6 separate regions of the Mus musculus genome follow, and regions 2, 3, 4, 5 and 6 are each linked to region 1. A link is a contact called in public HiChIP or PLAC-seq and promoter capture Hi-C data. All regions are on one chromosome and are shown on one strand. The core of a region is the stretch at or near the end of the contact, and the rest is flanking DNA. Distances in the headings are between cores, read along the strand shown.

Region 1 (2,941 bases), core at 251-2,750:
ACAATAAGTAAATAATAAAATACATACACATAAAACAAACCAATAAATAAAAAAGGATGACTCTGTATTCAGTACTGTGCTTACAGTACTGGCATTAGTTCTCTGTTTTGTCAGGAAATGAAAACAGCTTCTTTGTCTTTTTTTTTTTTTTCTTTTTTCTTTGAGACAGGGTGTCTTCCTTTGAGCCCTGCAGTCCAGGCTGTCCACTCACAGCAATCTCCCTACCCCCACACTTCAAGATTTTAGGTATAATTCTACTACTGCCAGCTTTGACATCCAACTTTTTCTCTCTGTTGTTTTCAAGACAGGGTTTCTCTGTGTAGTCCTGGCTGTCCTGGAACTCACTTTGTAGACCAGGCTGGCCTCAAACTCAGAAATCCGCCTGGCTCTGCCTCCCAAGTGCTGGGATTAAAGGTGTGCGCCACCCCCCACCCTCCTTTTTAAAGTGTTTGTTTTGTTTGTTTGCTGTAGTGAGGATCTAGACCAGGACACTGGCAAAACACTCTAATTAACTCTTGCACATGCCCAACACAGGACCTATTCTTTATCCTTCTTTTCTTTTTTTTCTTTTTTTTTTTTTTTGGTTTTTCGAGACAGGGTTTCTCTGTGTAGCCCTGGCTGTCCTGGAGCTCACTTTGTAGACCAGGCTGGCCTCGAACTCAGAAATCTGCCTGCCTCTGCCTCCCGAGTGCTGGGATTAAAGGCATGCGCCACCACGCCCGGCTATCCTTATTTTCGTTAGGTGAAAGAGTCCAAATTCAAAGACGATCCAAACCATACGTGGCGTTCGAAGCCCTCCTCTTACCCAGAGCATTCTGGATCTCCACCGACCTCTCTGGGCTCAAAAGTGTCTCTTCTCCATCGTAGGGCGAGCGGAAGTGGACGCCCTCCTCCGTCACCTCGGACAGGGAGAAGAGGGACACCATCTGGAAGCCGCCGCTATCCTGGGGAGACCCCGCAGCGAAGCTGTCAGGAGATTGAGACTGGGGACCTCTCACCTCAACGCAGCGCCCGAGGGCGGCAACCCCAACTCACCGTCAGCAGATTGTGGGGCCAATTCATGAAGCCGTGAAGACCCTGGGCTTTCCGGATCAGCTCCGGTCCCTGTGAGGGAGAAAAAGTTAGCGGTGCCCGCAGCTCCACGGCCAGGTGTGGGTGAGCCCCGGCACTGTGGGCCTTACTCAACAGACTTTTCCAAAGACCCCCTCGCCACCCACCCCCCAGATCGAATCCACACACCGGCCTCAGCCCCAGATGGTAGGTGTTGCCCAAGCAGATGCGGCAGCCCAGGGAGTCCAGCTGCTCCGTGGTGATACCCTTCATGGTGGCCTGTGTACCCACAGGCATGAACACAGGGGTGGCTACCGTTCCATGCGGCAGCCGCAGCTCACCCGCCCGAGCTCCGGAGCGACTGCACTCAGCGACCAGCCGCATTATTCGTGGAGCGGACTCAAGCGAACCTGGGCTGCCTACCGCCGCCATTTTCAGTCCCGGAACCACGTGGCCTGAGACCACAGAGGACAGCGCCGAGGTGCCCCGAATCACGTGATCTGAGAGCTATAGGGAACCATAGCAACTGACGCCACACCCTCCACACGCTTGGGTGCTCTACTTCCAGATCCCATAGCTGTCACCGTTCTAAGGCCCAGTGCCATGGCTTACCGAGTGAAGATACACAGCGCCAAGCCCGATGACCTGTCTCTGGGATCTACAAGACAGCCATTCAAATTCGCATGGGCGTACATACAATAAATGTATTTTAAACACTCCAAGACATGTTTTTCTGCTGTATAAAATACAACAGCCGGATATGATAACTCATCAGGAATCTCAAGATTTCAGAGGCTGAGGAAAAAGGATTATGTGCAGTTGGAGATCGACACCGGCACAGTGAGTTTCCTGCCAGCTTGGGCTACAGAGAGATCTCATCTCACAAAAAGGGAGGGGAAAAAAAGATGGAGCCAAGCCTGTTATTGTACTCCTTTGATACAAGGAAAGGTAGAGGCAGGTGGATCTCTGTGAGCCTATATAGCAAGCTCCAGGAAAGTTAGGGCTATATTGTGAACTACCTCAAAAAACAAGCAATAAAAAAGGCACTGTAGGGCACTACTGCAATCCCAGCACTTGGGAGGCAGAGGCAGGCAGATTTCTGAGTTCCAGGACAGCCAGGGTTACATAGAGAAGCCCTGTTTCAAAAAGCAACAACAACAAAAAACCCTAGCCAGACAAACAAAAAAACCTGATGGCTCAGCAGTTAAGAGCACCGACCGCTCTTCCAGAGGAACTGGATTCAATTCCCAGCACCCACATGGCAGCTCACAACTGTCTGTAATGCCGAAATCTGACATACATGCAGGCAAAACATCAATGCACATAAAATTATTTTTTAAAAAAAATCAGGGCTGGAGAGATGGCTCAGCGGTTAAGAGTACTGACTGCTCTTCCAGAGGTCCTGAGTTCAATTCCCAGCGACCACATGGTGGCTCACAATCATCTGTAATTGGATCCAATGCCTTCTTCTGAAACAGTGGCAGTATACTCAAATACAAAAAAAATCAAAAGCCGGGCGTGGTGGCGCACGCCTTTAATCCCAGCACTCAGGAGGCAGAGGCAGGCGGATTTCTGAGTTCGAGGCCAGCCTGGTCTACAAAGTGAGTTCCAGGACAGCCAGAGCTACACAGAGAAACCCTGTCTCAAAAAACAAAAAAACAAAACAAAAAAAAATCAAAATAGGGGCTAATGAGCACGTACCCAGAGGACATGGTACTCCTAGCACACACAGCCCCCTGTAACTCCATTTCCAGTGGATCTGATGTCCTCCTCTGACCAGGCAGGTAAGATGGTAGCACACCCACATTCAGGCAAAATACTTAAATACACAAAATAAATCTTTTAAACAAAAACAACCCAACTTTCTCCCTGGCATGCACAAGGCTCTGGG
Region 2 (2,960 bases), core at 231-2,730, 280 kb after region 1:
CTCTGCTCTGTAACTACTTTCTGGTGAAATTAGGACTCCCTGTCACAGCCCAGGGAGGCTGGTCTGTTAGCCAGAGTAGGGGAGGAAATTAGGGCAGTGAGGCATTCACCACAAGCGTATGATTTGCCGACCCAGCTGAAGGGACAGTCTCATTTGCTGGGCGCCTGGGCTCACGTTAGTTTTTAGCAGGTCCAGGGCTTTCTGGTTTGTAGGGCTGCTTGGGTCTGGTGCGGTGTAGATCATCTCTGGAGCAGTTTGCAATCTGCTTCTGATTCATGGATGGTGTGCACCGGCCGAGTGGAACCGTACTAATATAGATCTGGACTAGGGACAAAAGTCAATGAAGTTAAAGGAAACATATTTGGAGAGCCTCGGAAATGGGCAACAGGCAGGGAGGCATAGGCTGCTGATTGACAGGAGTTCAAATCCAGGCAACCACAAGGTGGCACACATCCTTAACAAGACCTGATGCTCTCTTCCCGTGTGTCTGAAGACATCTACAGTCTTCCTACATATAACAATGAATATTTTTTTTTTTTTTTTTTTTTTTGGTTTCTCGAGACAGGATTTCTCTGTGTAGTCCTTGCTGTCCTAGAACACACTCTGTAGACCAGGCTGGCTTCAAACTCAGAGATCCGCCTGCCTCTGCCTCCCGAGTGCTGGGATTACAGGCATGTGCAACCACTGCCCGTCTTGAATAAATCTTTAAACAAAAACAAAAACTGGGTCTCATACAGCCTATGTCGTTCTCAAATCTCGCCCCAACTCAAAGTAGAGAGGATGGCATTGAACTTTTTTTTTAAAAAAATTATTTATTTTATGTATTTGAGTACACTGTCGCGTCTTCAGACACATCATTAGAGGGCATCGGATCCCATTACAGATGGTTGTGAGCCACCATGTGGTTGCTGGGAATTGAACTCAGGACCTCTGGAAGAGCAGTCAGTGTTCTTAACCTCTGAGCCATCTCTTCTGAGCTTTCTTTTCCACTCAAGTGCTGAGACTACAGGCATGTGTCTTCACACTTAATTGCAAGCACTGAGCTACAGCCTATTCACCAAAGACTGTTCAAGGAAAGCTTGGGGGGTGGGGCTTGGGATACGGTATTTTAAAAGGGGTGGTGATGGGAGAGGTTGGATGTGTAGGGATAGCACTGGGAGCCTCAAGCCTGGGTGACTCTGCAGCCGCGATACCCTGGTGTAGGCCGACGGGCAGAAGCCTAGGCAATGAGGGTTCCAGGTCCTTCGCCTACAGACCTCACTTTTCCGCCCGGCCCTGCAGCCCTCCTCTGCGTTTCCGCCCTCACCTTCGACGTCCAATCGTAGAGGCCTCCTCAGTTCCGCTTGCCACGCCAACAAATCACGACTAAAATAATCCCTCACCATCAACATTCGGAACGCCGCTGTTCTCGTACAATGACCAATAGGGATGTAGGACCGTAAACTGGGTGGGACGGACCGCAGCCAAAGGCATGCGCACTTCAGGTAGCCAATGGCAAGTGGCGCGTAGGCGGTGGACTTCCAGCGGCTCCCCGAGGCAGTGGGGCGGGGTCCAGGGTCCCAAGCCTGAGTACTCCGGAAACGGTGAGTGCAGAGGGTCCGCTGTGGGAAGCTGGCAGCGAGGAGGCTTGGGACTTGCCTGCATTAACACTGCCCCAGAGTGAGACTGGTGGGTTACCTGGAGAGTGCACAGTGCAGTTATTGCCTGGGCCAGATAGGTAGGCAAGTTTTCGGACAGTCGGTGCGGAGAGATGCAGTTTCTGCAAGTACAAACTACCTGGATTTCGTCTTCAAAGCTAAACCTGAATTTTTGAGACGATCCAGGAAGGAGGAAGGGAGTTCTCTTAAAAGCCCATGTCCCCAGGATGGCGCCCTGAACAGGAATAGATACGGTCCACAACTATTAACCGCTTACTGTGTGCCAGACGCTTTCTCTCTTGCCTTTGAGATAGACACTGGCCCCAGCCTCCTTTACAGGCAGATCTGACTGTATGTAGGTGCGCCTACAGTCACATAAATTACTAAGGCTGGTGGGCTCAAGGTTGGGCTTGCTGACCTATCTGCCTCCGAGTCCAACACTGAGGAGGCAGAGGCAGAGGGATTGCTGTGAGCTCTATTGTAAAATGCTGCCTCAAAATTAAAATTGTGTGTGTGTGATGTTGAGTATAGTGCATTATTCCTGCATTTAGAATACTGAGGCAAAAGGACCACCATGCTTTGGAGACCAGTGTGAGCTACAGTGTGAGTTCCAGGATAGCCTGGGCTACACTGTTGGACCAACATCAAAATCATAACATAAAGGATGAATGGATGTTCCCTCAGTTGGAAAAGTGCCTGCTAACATAAGGACCCAAGTTTGAATCCCAACACTCACAGAAACCGGAGTGTGGCAGCAGGCATGTCACTCCAGCACTAGGGGATGGAGACAGGAAGCTCTTAGGGGCTCCCAAGACAGCCCAGCCAGAACAGTGACCTTGGTTTAGTAATACCATGCCTCAAAAAATAAGGTAAAGGAGTAGGAGAAACGACTCAGGGTTACAGTCACTGTTAACACAGAGGACCTAGATTTAGTTCCCAGCACCCACATGGCAGCTCTCAACCATATATAACTCCAGTTCCAGGGGATCTTACCCCATCTTCTGGCCTCCATCGGTACCAGGAACATATGAGGTACAGACAAACATGTAGGCACAATGTTCACACTTATTATAAGTGTGGAAGCCAGGCAGTCATGGTGTATTCCTTTAGTCCCAGCACTTGGGAGGCAGAGGCAGGCAGATCTCTGAGGTTGAGGCCAGCCTGGTCTACAGAGTAAGTTCCAGGATATCCAGGGCTACACAGAGAAACCATGTTTGAAAAAGCATTTAAAAAGTAGAAAGTAATAGAGGAAGGACCTAATGTCCACTTCTGGCCGAAGCTGACTTTCACACTCAGGTGCACACACATGTATACACTGTGCAT
Region 3 (2,728 bases), core at 154-2,653, 410 kb after region 1:
GAGCCACCATGTGGTTGCTGGGATTTGAACTTCGGACCTTCGGAAGAGCAGTCGGGTGCTCTTACCCACTGAGCCATCTCACCAGCCCAGTATTTTTATTTTTACTTATGGTGTCATGTAGCCCAGACTGGTCTGGAACTCACTATGCAACCTTGACCATTAATTTCTTGATTCTCTTATTTCCACCTCTACAGTGCTGGTGGGGTTAGAGGTGTGGGTTACCAGGACATGTGTATGCTATAGAAGGGAACCCAGGACAAGGTGCATGCAGGCAAGCCCTCTAACAGTGCACACCTCCAGCCCTAATAAAAAACACTTCTAGAGAATTTTCTCTGTTGTGGATTAATCTACCTAGTCGTCACACAACTTCTTTTGTTGTTGTTGTTGTTGTTGTTTTTGTTTTTGTTTTTTGAGACAGGGTTTCTCTGTGTAGCCCTGGCTGTCCTGGAACTCACTTTGTAGACCAGGCTGGCCTCGAACTCAGAAATCTGCCTGCCTCTATCTCCCAAGTGCTGGGATTAAAGGCATGAGCCACCACCACCCGGCTGTCACCTAACTTCTTGAGGTCTGACAAAACGGAGACCCAAGCACAAGAGAGCAAGGCAGGATGTAATAGGTCAGGGTGACAGCAGGGTTGAGTCATTCGCCTTCCAGCCCTGTAGCAGCGAAACTGATCACCCCTTTTGTCAAGTGGAGAAACCACGGCAAGTTCCTCCCATTGCACCCTGCACTCACCGAGGCGCCGTTGCAAACACGTCGGGGTGCAGCTCCGCCAGGCCGATGCGCTCCTGCTCAAAGCCTCGGAGAGACTCGACCCAGGCTTGCACCGGACGCCGGTGCACTGGGATCCGGAGCTCACACTTGCGCAAAACAGGATCTAGGAGACCTGGCGGGGGGTGACAAATGAGCGGTCAAGGGTCAGGATCAAAGCTCAGTACCTTCTGTGCTATCTCCCCCCACTCTGTGTGTCAAGGTCCCGGTCGTCTCACCAGCGCTATCTCGCGGCTCTGAAATCTCGGCCGGCCGCTCCGCGCCTTCCGCTAGAGAGTGGATGACCTGGAAAATGACAGGCGGGAGTTAGAGGTGCTCTCGGAGGTTCTCAACCTTTGACCTCCGGCCTTGACCTCAGCTCAGTGCCCTACCCGGGAGCCAGAGAGTCGAAGCGAGGCCCGGGAAGCGGCCTGGAACAACCGCAGCATCTCGGAGGACCTCTCGCAGCGCCGAGGTCGCTGCGGTACGGACGCTCGCGGCGGTGGCTGATGACGTCGTATGTGCGCCGGGTACGTCACGAAGGCGATTCCGCCGCCATCAGCGCCAGGTCCCGAAGCCTGAGGCTGTGGATCAGCTCCACTTGACAGCCGGAAGCCCCGACACCGGAGAGCCAGAGCCGGGTGCCGGGAAGCAAACCCCAGAGACGCGGTTCTCTTTTAACCAATGAACCTCAAGTATTGATGGAGGGTCCGCCCATACCTGGGCGGTACCTGGCTAATAAGCGTTTATCTTTTTTATTGAACGTGGATGAGCCTCCTGCTACACTGCGTATTTTGCCTACATTTTTTTCCTGTGTCTTTCTCTCCCTTTACCATTATTGATATGAATTGACTTTTGTCTTTTAGAGTAAGGGTCTCACTCCTGACTCACCCTATGCAGCGCAGGGCGACCTCGAACTCAGAGAGATCCACATGATTCTGATTCCTGAGTACTGAGACTAAAGATGTGTGCTGGGCTGGGCCGTGGTGTTGCATGATTTTAATTCTAGCACTCAGAAGCAACACTGCAATTCGAGGCCAGCCTGGTCTATATAGTACATAGTGACTTCAGAGTGAGACCCTGTCTGGAAATTAAGAAAAAAATTTTAAAGGTGTGTGCCATGTCCATGTCATGTGGCTATTTTTCGCTTTTTCAATATATATGTATTTTAATTTTTTACTTTTAAGAAATATTTTATTTATTTTATACATATAAGTGCTCTGTTTGCATGCCTGAAGAGAGCATCAGATCCCATTATAGGTGGCTATGAGCCACCATGTGGTTGCTGGGAATCGAACTCGGGAAGAGCAGACAGTGCTCTTAACCACAGAGCTATCTCTCCAGCTCCTATTTTAGTTTTCTTAATTTATTTTTGTGTTTGAGTGTGGAAGTAAGAAGACAACTCAAGGGAGTTGCGATTTCCTTTCACTCTGTGGATAGAACTCAGGCCATCCAGTTTGGTGGCAAGCCACCTAACCAGCTGAGCCATCTCAAACGCCATCCTATTCTTTTGTAAACAAGGCTTCTCTGTGTAGCCAAGGATGACCTTGAGTTCAGAGTCTCCCTGTCTGGCTTCCGGAGGTCTGGATTGCTGGTTGTCTGCACCGCTATGCTTACATGACCAGGTGAATCTAATTTTATCTGATCTTCCCTCCCCCTCTCTTTGGTGTGTGAAGGGGTCTGATTTGGCTGGCCTTGAACTCTGTGTAGTCAAGAGTAACCTTGAATTTCTGATTCTTTTTTTTTTTTTTTTTTTTTGAGACAGGGTTTCTCTGTGTAGCCCTGGCTGTCCTGGAACTCACTCTGTAGACCAGGCTGGCTTCGAACTCAGAAATCCGCCTGCCTCTGCCTCCCGAGTGCTGGGATTAAAGGCATGCGCCACCATGCCCGGCTGAATTTCTGATTCTTCTGCCCCCCACCTCAAGAGTCCTGAGATTATATGTATGTGCCACCATGCTGGTTTATTTAGTGCTAAAGA
Region 4 (2,700 bases), core at 42-2,541, 340 kb after region 1:
TGTGCAGGTTCCAACAGCTTAACCCTATTCTCTTCCCAGTCATCTGCTGCAGGTATAGCTGTCTCATGCCCCTGCCTGCCTATTCTGGCCAGTACCCTAAGCCCCAAGATCTCCAGCCCCTGCCCCAGTATCCTTGCCTTCTGATGCCTTAAAGTTGGGCCACAGGTCCTGCTGGGTCAGAGCCTCACAGATGCGGAGCTCCAAAAGCTCCGCTCAGGACCAAAGAGCTCTGGCCTAGGGTTCATCCTTTCTCCAGGTGTCTGCCCTGTGGACAGAAGGCTAAAGCCTTGATCTTGGCAAACCACCCCTTTTGCCCAAAGCCTGGATGCAGAGACCAGTATTTTCTGCTGGCTTCAACAGTCTCCCCTGCTGTCTGTGAAAGGTGACCATTGTACCCAGGCCACTGGGCCTCTACCATGTTCTTTCAAACCCAGGTCATTACCATCCCCAGGCTGGATCACTGGAGCAGGCCTCCTCTCTGTCCATGTGAGGGGGACCTAGGGGCTCTGCCCTTAGCCAGCTGAGCCACCACCAGCCTCCCTCCCCAAACATGATAACCCAAACCCACTCCAGTGGGTGTATCTCACCCCCTCACCCCACCCCCACCCCCTGCATAGACCTTTGCTGAATTAAAGTTTGTAAGTAAACGGTTTTAAAAAAAAAATCAGAGCTGGCTGGTTCTTGATATAAACCATGGGCCAGCAAACTAGCTCAGAATTCTGGTAACACAGACAGCCTGAGTTTTATCCCTCTGCCCCAAATGGTGGAAGGAGAGAACTGACTCCCGCAGATTGACCACTGACCTACACACATGTCACGGATGGGCTCATACACACAATCCCTAAAAATTTAAGTTGGGCTTGGAGGCCAGCCTGGTCTATATGAATTGCTTAGAGACTTAAGAATTTCTCAGTCTATAGAGATTCTGTCTCAAACAAAATTTAAATACTGGTTGCACATAACCGGTAATTCCAGCAAAGGAATTCGGAGATCAAGGCCAGACTAGGGGATCCTGTCTAAAAATTAGAGAACTCAGAGGTTGGTCCCAATTGCCGAACGTAGTTTTAGTTCCCAGCCCCACACTACCCATCAACTCTTCTGGGCTCCATAGGCACCCACTTGGTGCACATACGTACATATAAGCAGAACACATACAGTACGACCTAAGGGAAGAAATATCCAACCACAGGGCGAGGCCGGAAGTCCAGCTAGATCCCAGTGCATCACCTTTGACCTCACACGGCGCCCAAACGCTGCGTTTACTGTCGCTGAGGACGCGCAGAGCATGCTAGGTCTTCCGGTCACGTGGCCTATCATGGCCGCCTCCATGGCCCGGGGCGTGAGCGCCCGGGTCCTGTTACGGGCGGCCGGGGGATCTTGGGGACCCAGGGCCGGGCACGCGGCGGTAACATCTAGGACGTTCGGGACTACAGGTACATAGGGCTGGGCCGAGCCGCGGCGTGCAGCGAGGCCGCAGCCGCTCACCCACTCGTGTGTTTCCAGGCGAGCGGCGTGCTGGCGAGGAGGCGGCGGACAGCCCGGAGCTGCCCCGGGACGTGTGAGTGCCCCTCGTGCCACGCCCTGCCCCTCCCTGCCACTCCCTGCCTCCGGCTCAGCACCTGCACCCTGTTTGTCCCCAGGGTCAACGTGGTGTTCGTGGACCGCTCTGGCAAGCGGATCCCGGTGAGGGGCAAAGTCGGGGACAATGTTCTATACCTGGCCCAGCGCCACGGGGTGGACCTGGAAGGTAGGTCATATGAAACTAGGGAGATCCTTGGCATTCTTATACCTTTTTGTAATTTTGAGAGGTTTCCTATAGCTCAGGCTCGCCTCGAACTTACTATGTATCAGAGGATGACTTTGAACTGCTGACCCTCCTGGGACCTGGTGTGCACTACCACAATCCAATACTTTTGTTTAGGTGGTGTATGGGTGGGTCCGATCTCACTCTGTGAATCAGGCTGTCCAGGAACTTAAGTATGTAATCCCGGCTAGCCTCCAACTCATTGCAGTGAACCTACTGCCTCCACTTCCTGAGTCCTGAGACTACAGGCATGTGCTGCCTACCATATCACCAAATAGGTGGGATGGGAAGAACTGAGATGGAGTCCATGTTATTCAGGCTGTTCTGAAATCAGCTATATAACCAGGCTAGGCTCAAACTCACAATAGTGATGCCCCTGCCTCCACCTCTTTAGTGCCAAAATGGTTAAGACAGAGTCTCTGACTTACCCTTAAACCTGCTGGCTGATCATACTGCCTTAGCTTTCTCAGTTCTGAGAATACAGGTTGTCTCTACTGTTTTACCACCTTTGCGCTAACGCCAGTAAGATGGCAATAATGAAACTGGAAAGGTCGCCAGTGCTGAAGACTGCAGACGGCTTGTGAGAAGACCTGTGTTCTCTTCCTACCACCAGCTCTGTGCCAGGCAATTCACAGCCTTCTGTACCAGTAGTGCCGGGCACACTACCTCACCTCCATGGCACCTACTCACATGCACAACCCACACAGAGACACATGGAAACACTTAAAAATCTTTCTTTAAATTAACACTAAAATAAAACTAGGTTTTGGAGCAGCCCTTACTGAGCTGCTAGAATCTGTGCTCTCTTGGAAATTGTGGATTCTCCATGTTGACCCCCCATTCTCTAGTGCTGCCGCTGACTACCTTTTGGGGAGAGGTGGAACTGAAGCGGGATC
Region 5 (2,978 bases), core at 98-2,597, 320 kb after region 1:
CTTCAAGGGCTGGAGAGATGGCTCAGTGGTTAAGAGCACTGACTGCTCTTCCAGAGGTCCTGAGTTCAATTCCCAGCAACCACATGGTGGCTCCCAACCATCTGTAATGAGATCCGATGCCGTCTTCTGGTGTGTCTGAAGAGAGTGACACACATTAAATGTACTCACATTAAAAAATATAAAAATAAATCTTTAAAATAAAACTTTCAGCATGATAGTGCACACCTTTAATCCCAGCTCTCTGGAGGCAGAGGCAGGTGGATCTCTGTGAGTTCAAGGCCAGCCTAGTCTACAGAGTAAGTTATTCCAGGACAGCCACAGAGAAACCCTGTCATGAAAGACAAACACACACACACATTAGCACTTGCCCATAGACTCCTGAAAGTAGTTTTCTGGTGCTAGAGAGATCCATGTCTGTCATTATAAACTGCTGATCTTTTCTTCCTTGTGTCTTTTGCCAGTTCCTTCCCCAGCTCCTGTTTAACTTTTTGCTTCCTGTGCTGTCTATCTCTACTACCCCTACCAAGTCTGCTGGAAATGAAACTCAGGGGTTGCCATGCTTAGCAGTTAGTCCTTTTTTTCTTTGTTTTTTGAAACCCTGACTTACTATGTAGACCAGGCTGCTTAGGCCTTCAGAGTGCTGAAAATAATGCCAGCATTTGTCGTTGTTATTTGGTTGTTTGTTTTTCTTTTTTGAATCAGGTTTATCTCAAACTTGAGTTGTATAGTAGGGAATGACTTTGAACTTCAAGTCCTGCAGCTTCCATTTTGGTTTTTCGAGACAGGATGTCTCTGTGTAGCCCTGGCTGTCCTGGAACTCACTCTGTAGACCAGGCTGGCCTCGAACTCAGAAATCCACCTACTTCTGCCTCCCAAGTGCTGGGATTTAAGGCGTGCGCCATCACTGCCTGGCAGCTTCCATTTCTAAAGTGCTGGAATTGCATGCGTACATCAGTACACCTAATTTTTGTCTGTCGTTTCATTTTCTCTTTTGAGACAGGATCCTCATGAATTTGATTTCCGTTGTAACTGTGGATGACATCATAAGATCTGCCTTCCCCTCTAAAGGGCTTAGATTACAGGTGTGTGCACCTGACCAACTCTTAAGGCGGTGTTAGGGATTCACGCCTGCCTATTCTCAATCCTGCCTTGTAAGGCGGCTCCATGTTGCAGCTCCGCCCTTTTATTCAATGGCCCAGAGTCAGGGGAAGGGGGCAACGCTCGCGGGGCTGGTTCTAGCCAATACGCTGAAAGGGGCCGGGAGAGAGGCGGGGCTTCCACCAACCAATCACTACACGCGACCTCCTTGCCGCTCTATGTCGCTCCGCCCTGAGCTCGCTGGTCCCAGAAGGCGCCGGGTTTCCCAAGATGGCGGCCGACGTGTCCGTTACTCACCGGCCGCCGCTGAGCCCAGAGGCGGAGGCCGAAGCGGAAACTCCCGAGACCGTCGATCGCCGGGCGCCCGAACAAGAGTTGCCGCCGCTCGATCCGGAAGAGATCCGGAAACGCCTGGAACACACTGAGCGCCAGTTCCGTAACCGCCGCAAGATACTGATCCGAGGCCTCCCGGGGGACGTGACCAACCAGGTATGGGGGGTGGGGGTGAGAGCGTGGCGGGAAACACCACGGTGCGCGTGCGCGCGCACGCGGGCGGGGGGGTGGAAACCGGGCGGTACCAACGCTGCTGTGAGTGGGGGCTCTCCCCAGTGTCATATCCTCTCCCAGGGTCGTGAAACATTAAGAACGAAGTGGAAAGGGCATGGTTAGGAAAAAGAAAAAAAAGAAAACACTTTAAAGTGCTGGTCGACGTTGCTAGGGGCGACCATCGGACTTGGGAGAGGCCAAGTGGTTGAAGGTTGCAGGTAGTTGGAAGGGGCAGGCAGCTGTGGCCCTGCTGAAATATGTACGGGAGACTGTGAATAGATTGATTGAAATAGATTCCAACTGACCCATGCATATTCAGAGGGTTGTTTCCCTCCTCTGCCTTCGGGTGACAGGAGCTCAAATCTGGAAGTTTCAGAATTAAGAGCATGGCTTTTCTTATCAAGCATAATCGACACCTTTTAGAGGTAGACCCGGAAGTTGGAGCTGCATCCCTCAATGCCTACTAGAATTGATTTGGGAAAATGAAGTCTCCTTTCGACATGAACATGCCGCGGTGGGGGGCGGGGGTTGTATTCTGTGGCACTTCCCTGTGGCTAATCTTGTCTGCCGGGACTGCCCTTCTATTGGGAACCCATGTAGAGCAGGGTGTGCAATGCTCTTTGGACCCAAGAAAGTGGTATCTCTGTTGCCCTGCCCGGTGGTGGTGGGATAGGCCCTTTCTGATTGCTGCTAAATTGTCTGCTCACTGGCTCACCCTAGTACCCCCTGCTCTATAGGCACATGGCTAGTGAAGCTGCAGAGGTGTTGGGGAACACAATAAAGGACCAGACAAGGAATAGACACTTGTGTGCATGGTGTCCTGCATATCTGGAACTGCCAGCCCTATCTCCTTGGGCTCATACACAGGTCATTTGGTGCAAGGAAGCCAGGCAACTTGCCCTGGAAGCCAGCATTCAAAACAGCAGCCCTGTCAACATGAGGGAGTTTGGGTGGCCCCTGCACCCACACAGTGTAGGGTCAGATAAGTGAGTGGGGTCCCTGGTCAGGTAGCATGCCCCCTGTTGTCATGACAGCCCTGGCCAGGTACCCCTGGGTAGCATGCCCCCTGTTGTCATGATAGTTTGTGTGTTTCACTTCTTACAGCCTCAGCTGTTTTCCTCTTGGAGAAAATGGCTTCATAATTAGCTGTGGACCGGTTTCAACCTTGCACAGGGGAATCAGACAAGTTGGGCAGCCTCCTTGAAGGTGTGCAGTTTGAGTTGTTGGTGTTCCTAGCATGTAATCTGCAGTCTTGCCCTGCACAAGATAGATTGTAGAAGATAGCTGTATGGACAAACAGCTATTCATTTATCTGCTTGAATGGAGGGTCCACC
Region 6 (3,065 bases), core at 15-2,514, 440 kb after region 1:
GAGGCACCTCTTTAGCGCCTTTTAAAAATTTATTAATTTTAACTTTATACCCATGTGCGTGCATGCACGTGGGTGTGTACATGTACGTGGGTGTGTGCATGTGCCTCAGCAGCAGGCCTTGGAGGTCACAGGACAACTTGCAGGAATTGGTTCTCAATTTCCACCTTGTGGGTCCCAGGCAAGGCCTTACCCACTGACAACTCACAGCCTCCTGGAACTCACTCTGTAGACCAGGCTGGCCTTGAACTCAGAAATTCGCCTGCCTCTGCCTCCCGAGTGCTGGGATTAAAGGCGTGCACCACCACGCCCGGTTTTGTTATTCTTTTTTAAATGCATTTATTATTATTGTACATGTATCAGTGAATGAATGTAGGTGCAGCAATGCCAGTGTGCCCTGTGGAGGTCAGAGGCCAACTTTGCTTCCAGGGACTGACCTCAGGTCAGGCTTCCAGACAAGCCCTTTCCCCTCCCTGCCTAGTGGAGCTGGACAGCTGACCTTCTGTCACTCACTCTAATTTTGGATTTTTTTTTCACCCTGAGTTGTTTGGAGGGAAGGAGCCAACAGGATCATGTGATCCAGATTGGCCTTGAACTCTAAAACAAACCTCCTGCTTCTACTTCACAAGTTTGGAATTAGAGGCCCAAGCCACCATTCCATATTTTTGCAGTGTTGAGGATGCATGCTAGGCAAACACTCAACCACCTGCCTCCACATCCCTGCCTGTTGTTTTTCAGAAAGGGTCTTGAGCAGGCAGTGGCTTAAGGTTGCTAAGAGGACCCTGAACTCCTGATCTTCCCACCTCCCAGGTGGCAGATGCTGGAATGACAGGCATATGTGCCACAAAGCCCAGTTGGATCTGGGAGTTCTTACCAAGTCTTCTGTTTGGGGGGCTGGGTATGATACAGTGTAGGAATTTATTTCTTGTAGAAACACATAGTAGGTGCTTAATCTTGAATTGCTGAGTTCTCACATAGTAGGTAAGTGTGATTTCCTCCATTTCCAGGTCCCAAGCATTAGCCTGGCGCTAAGCCAAATGGAATACAGTTGTTTCAGTACTAGGTCACCTGGGTTAAGAGAGCTGTGACGTCACGCGGCCGTGACATCATGCCACGGCAGTTCTCACGAGTGGGGGTTGGGAGGAGCAGGGCAGGAGTGTGTGTGTGGGGGTGTGGACAAAGGGGCCCTGCTCTTCCCCCGTGCGCGCCCTGGCTAACTGGCGGGCCACATCTGGAATTCATTGCAAGTCGCCGCCGGAAAGAGGAGGAGAGGAGGGCGGGGCGAGCAGGGAGTTGGGGCCGGAGGCAGCGGCTCTGCCCGCCTCTCTCTTGTCCTGGGTCCCCAACTCCGGGACATAGACCGAGCACAGCCAACAGTCTCCAAAACCAACCACTGGCTGTCCCGGGGCGCAGACGCCAAGGCCACTCAGGCCAGGGCAGGGACCCCGGCCGGCCTAGCCAGGTGAGCGCGCGGGGCAGAGGGGAGGTTCCGATCTGGGCGGCCGCGGTTCACGGAGACCCTGAGATCCCAGCTGGGGGGCCCGGTCCGGGGTCAGGCGCTCGTACAGGCGTTGCACGCGCTGCTCCAGGCTCTGCTGCACCGAGGGAACAGATCATCTACCATGCGCCCCTGCCCACTACTCCAGGCAGCTCGCCACCTACTCAGTGGCGCACCCCCAGACTGAGCTCCCCGCCTTCCTTCGGGCAGGAAGTTGGCGCTGAAGAGAAAGGCGGAATCCGAGCGCTTTGAGCTGGAGACTTTGCAAGACTGGATGGGGGTTCTCAGGAAGCAGGGTTTGGGGCAGTGAGGTTGTTGGGGAGAGGTGCAGCATCCCTTCTTCTCTGTCTCCGGCTAGGATGAAAGGTGCTACGGACGAGCGAGCGGGGAAAGCTTTCAGAGTTCATGGGCGGGGTCCCCGGCGAAGGCCGTCGCCCCACCGCCTGTGAGACTAGTTTTTTGCCTCAGTTTCCAGTTAGTTGCCCCTCTCTTTCAGTCTCTCTTTCGGAAGAATCACTTTGTATCGAAGGAAAGGGACATTAACTGCAAAGTCCAGGTGTCTCCTTTTCCTAGCTCAGGGATGGGGCGTAGGAGTGAAGGAAGGCACGCGTGGCGTGGAGTCCGCGTTGTCGCGGGCTACACGGCGTTGGGACCTCGCCCCCCTCTAGAGCATGGGTTGACTCACCCGGGGATTTCCACCTCCCCACCCCCGTCCCTATCCTTGTTGTTAGATGCCCGAGGCGACACCCGCAGAGCCTACTGTCCCCTGCGGGGCAACATGGGAGCATCACTGAGGGGGGGGGAGGGAATGAAGTAGCTGTAGTTACTCTCTCCAGTGCCCCAGGAATCTGGATGTGGGGGGCCTCTGGTGGGGTGCAGAAATGTGGCCACCCCCTGTTGCTTTGTGCAGGATAGGGACATCCTGCGCGCGTGTCGGGGTCTCAGGAGAGAGAGATGGCGCCGCCCCAGCGCAAGCGAGTGTGGATACCACGCATTCCTCGGCCTGATAAGGAGCTGGAGAGTGCTGCCTGAGCCAGGCGGGTCTTACTGTCGCCAAGGAGACGCGCCCGGCTTCAGCTTCCTATAGTGGTAGGGTAGGGGTGCTGCCAGGAGATGTCCCCATGCTTTGCATGCGAACGAGCCCCCCAATTTCAGGCTCTTTCATTCATTCATGCGCCTGCCTCGCTTGCACCAAGCAAGAGAGGCTGAGGGTGAACTTGGTAGCTGGCCTCACACGATACTGTGGAAAACAAGATCATTTCCGATGATAAAGTCAGATGCTCTGATAGAAATTAGGGGTGGGCTGTGCTGGGTAAAATGCCTTATTTCTTTAATCCCAGTGCTCAGGAGACTGAGTTAAGGGGCATCTTTGTGAACTCAAGGCCAACCTGATCTACGAAATGAGTTTCTGGTCAACCCGGATTACACAGTAAGACCCTGTCCCAAAAACAAAACAAAAAGAGAAGATAGTTCCTGAAGGCCTAGACAGTGACAGTCGAATGAAATCCAAAGATAAGATAGTCTGCCGGAAAAAGTGTTTGTGTGGGGGTGGGGAGGGGGTCTGTAGGAT

Evidence for each region. Promoter capture Hi-C pulls out the DNA fragments that hold promoters and counts their contacts. HiChIP or PLAC-seq counts read pairs in DNA pulled down with a chosen protein or histone mark. Capture Hi-C pulls out chosen DNA fragments and counts their contacts.
Region 2: a promoter capture Hi-C map of hippocampal neurons shows a contact between it and region 1, with 2.4 times the contacts expected there. The contact joins the promoter of Tyk2 here to the promoter of Qtrt1 in region 1. A contact is called at or near these places in 7 of 39 promoter capture datasets (the C10 cell line, cranial neural crest, embryonic stem cells and 4 more), 1 of 15 datasets of contacts at CTCF or cohesin (large pre-B cells), 1 of 484 Hi-C or Micro-C datasets (CD4 T cells), 6 of 115 datasets of contacts at active chromatin or transcription factors (effector CD8 T cells, embryonic hindbrain, embryonic limb bud and 3 more) and 2 of 9 other capture datasets (adipose tissue and liver).
Region 3: a contact with region 1 is called in an H3K27ac HiChIP or PLAC-seq map of T-cell acute lymphoblastic leukemia, with 4 times the contacts expected there. The contact joins the promoter of Mrpl4 here to the promoter of Qtrt1 in region 1. A contact is called at or near these places in 2 of 39 promoter capture datasets (erythroid cells and liver), 1 of 15 datasets of contacts at CTCF or cohesin (large pre-B cells), 2 of 484 Hi-C or Micro-C datasets (CD4 T cells and the G1E-ER4 cell line) and 8 of 115 datasets of contacts at active chromatin or transcription factors (the SCID.adh cell line, T-cell acute lymphoblastic leukemia, embryonic stem cells and 5 more).
Region 4: a contact with region 1 is called in a promoter capture Hi-C map of adipose tissue, with 2.6 times the contacts expected there. The contact joins the promoter of Fdx2 here to the promoter of Qtrt1 in region 1. A contact is called at or near these places in 6 of 39 promoter capture datasets (the C10 cell line, cranial neural crest, frontonasal cranial neural crest and 2 more), 1 of 15 datasets of contacts at CTCF or cohesin (the NIH/3T3 cell line), 5 of 484 Hi-C or Micro-C datasets (B cells, Sertoli cells, embryonic stem cells and 2 more), 4 of 115 datasets of contacts at active chromatin or transcription factors (embryonic stem cells, large pre-B cells, neural tube and 1 more) and 2 of 9 other capture datasets (adipose tissue and liver).
Region 5: a promoter capture Hi-C map of liver shows a contact between it and region 1, with 2.8 times the contacts expected there. The contact joins the promoter of Raver1 here to the promoter of Qtrt1 in region 1. A contact is called at or near these places in 6 of 39 promoter capture datasets (the C10 cell line, cranial neural crest, embryonic stem cells and 2 more), 3 of 484 Hi-C or Micro-C datasets (embryonic stem cells and erythroblasts), 2 of 115 datasets of contacts at active chromatin or transcription factors (large pre-B cells and stem cell-derived neural progenitor cells) and 2 of 9 other capture datasets (adipose tissue and liver).
Region 6: a contact with region 1 is called in a promoter capture Hi-C map of liver, with 5 times the contacts expected there. The contact joins the promoter of S1pr2 here to the promoter of Qtrt1 in region 1. A contact is called at or near these places in 7 of 39 promoter capture datasets (cranial neural crest, embryonic stem cells, hippocampal neurons and 3 more), 3 of 115 datasets of contacts at active chromatin or transcription factors (bone marrow-derived macrophages, embryonic stem cells and large pre-B cells) and 2 of 9 other capture datasets (adipose tissue and liver).

The regions. Positions count from the first base shown.
Region 1 is chr9:21,410,396-21,413,336 of GRCm38.p6, reverse strand. Qtrt1 (queuine tRNA-ribosyltransferase catalytic subunit 1) reads right to left here and starts at 1,500. Exons shown (of 10, transcript NM_021888.2): 1 at 1,240-1,500; 2 at 1,036-1,104; 3 at 806-944. The coding sequence starts at 1,482. It overlaps Gm16853 (predicted gene, 16853), which reads left to right and starts at 1,617. Exons shown (of 5, transcript NR_045742.1): 1 at 1,617-1,890.
Region 2 is chr9:21,129,795-21,132,754 of GRCm38.p6, reverse strand. Tyk2 (tyrosine kinase 2) reads left to right here and starts at 1,480. Exons shown (of 25, transcript NM_018793.2): 1 at 1,480-1,583.
Region 3 is chr9:21,001,412-21,004,139 of GRCm38.p6, reverse strand. Mrpl4 (mitochondrial ribosomal protein L4) reads right to left here and starts at 1,403. Exons shown (of 9, transcript NM_023167.2): 1 at 1,143-1,403; 2 at 990-1,056; 3 at 736-886. The coding sequence starts at 1,199.
Region 4 is chr9:21,072,122-21,074,821 of GRCm38.p6, reverse strand. It overlaps Fdx2 (ferredoxin 2), which reads left to right and starts at 1,291. Exons shown (of 5, transcript NM_001039824.3): 1 at 1,291-1,433; 2 at 1,504-1,558; 3 at 1,641-1,747. The coding sequence starts at 1,316. Raver1 (ribonucleoprotein, PTB-binding 1) reads left to right here. Exons shown (of 13, transcript NM_027911.4): 13 at 1-664. It overlaps Gm38431 (predicted gene, 38431), which reads left to right. Exons shown (of 17, transcript NR_038081.2): 14 at 1,504-1,558; 15 at 1,641-1,747.
Region 5 is chr9:21,090,368-21,093,345 of GRCm38.p6, reverse strand. It overlaps Raver1 (ribonucleoprotein, PTB-binding 1), which reads left to right and starts at 1,347. Exons shown (of 13, transcript NM_027911.4): 1 at 1,347-1,587. The coding sequence starts at 1,369. It overlaps Gm38431 (predicted gene, 38431), which reads left to right and starts at 1,338. Exons shown (of 17, transcript NR_038081.2): 1 at 1,338-1,587.
Region 6 is chr9:20,974,992-20,978,056 of GRCm38.p6, reverse strand. S1pr2 (sphingosine-1-phosphate receptor 2) reads left to right here and starts at 1,264. Exons shown (of 2, transcript NM_010333.4): 1 at 1,264-1,459.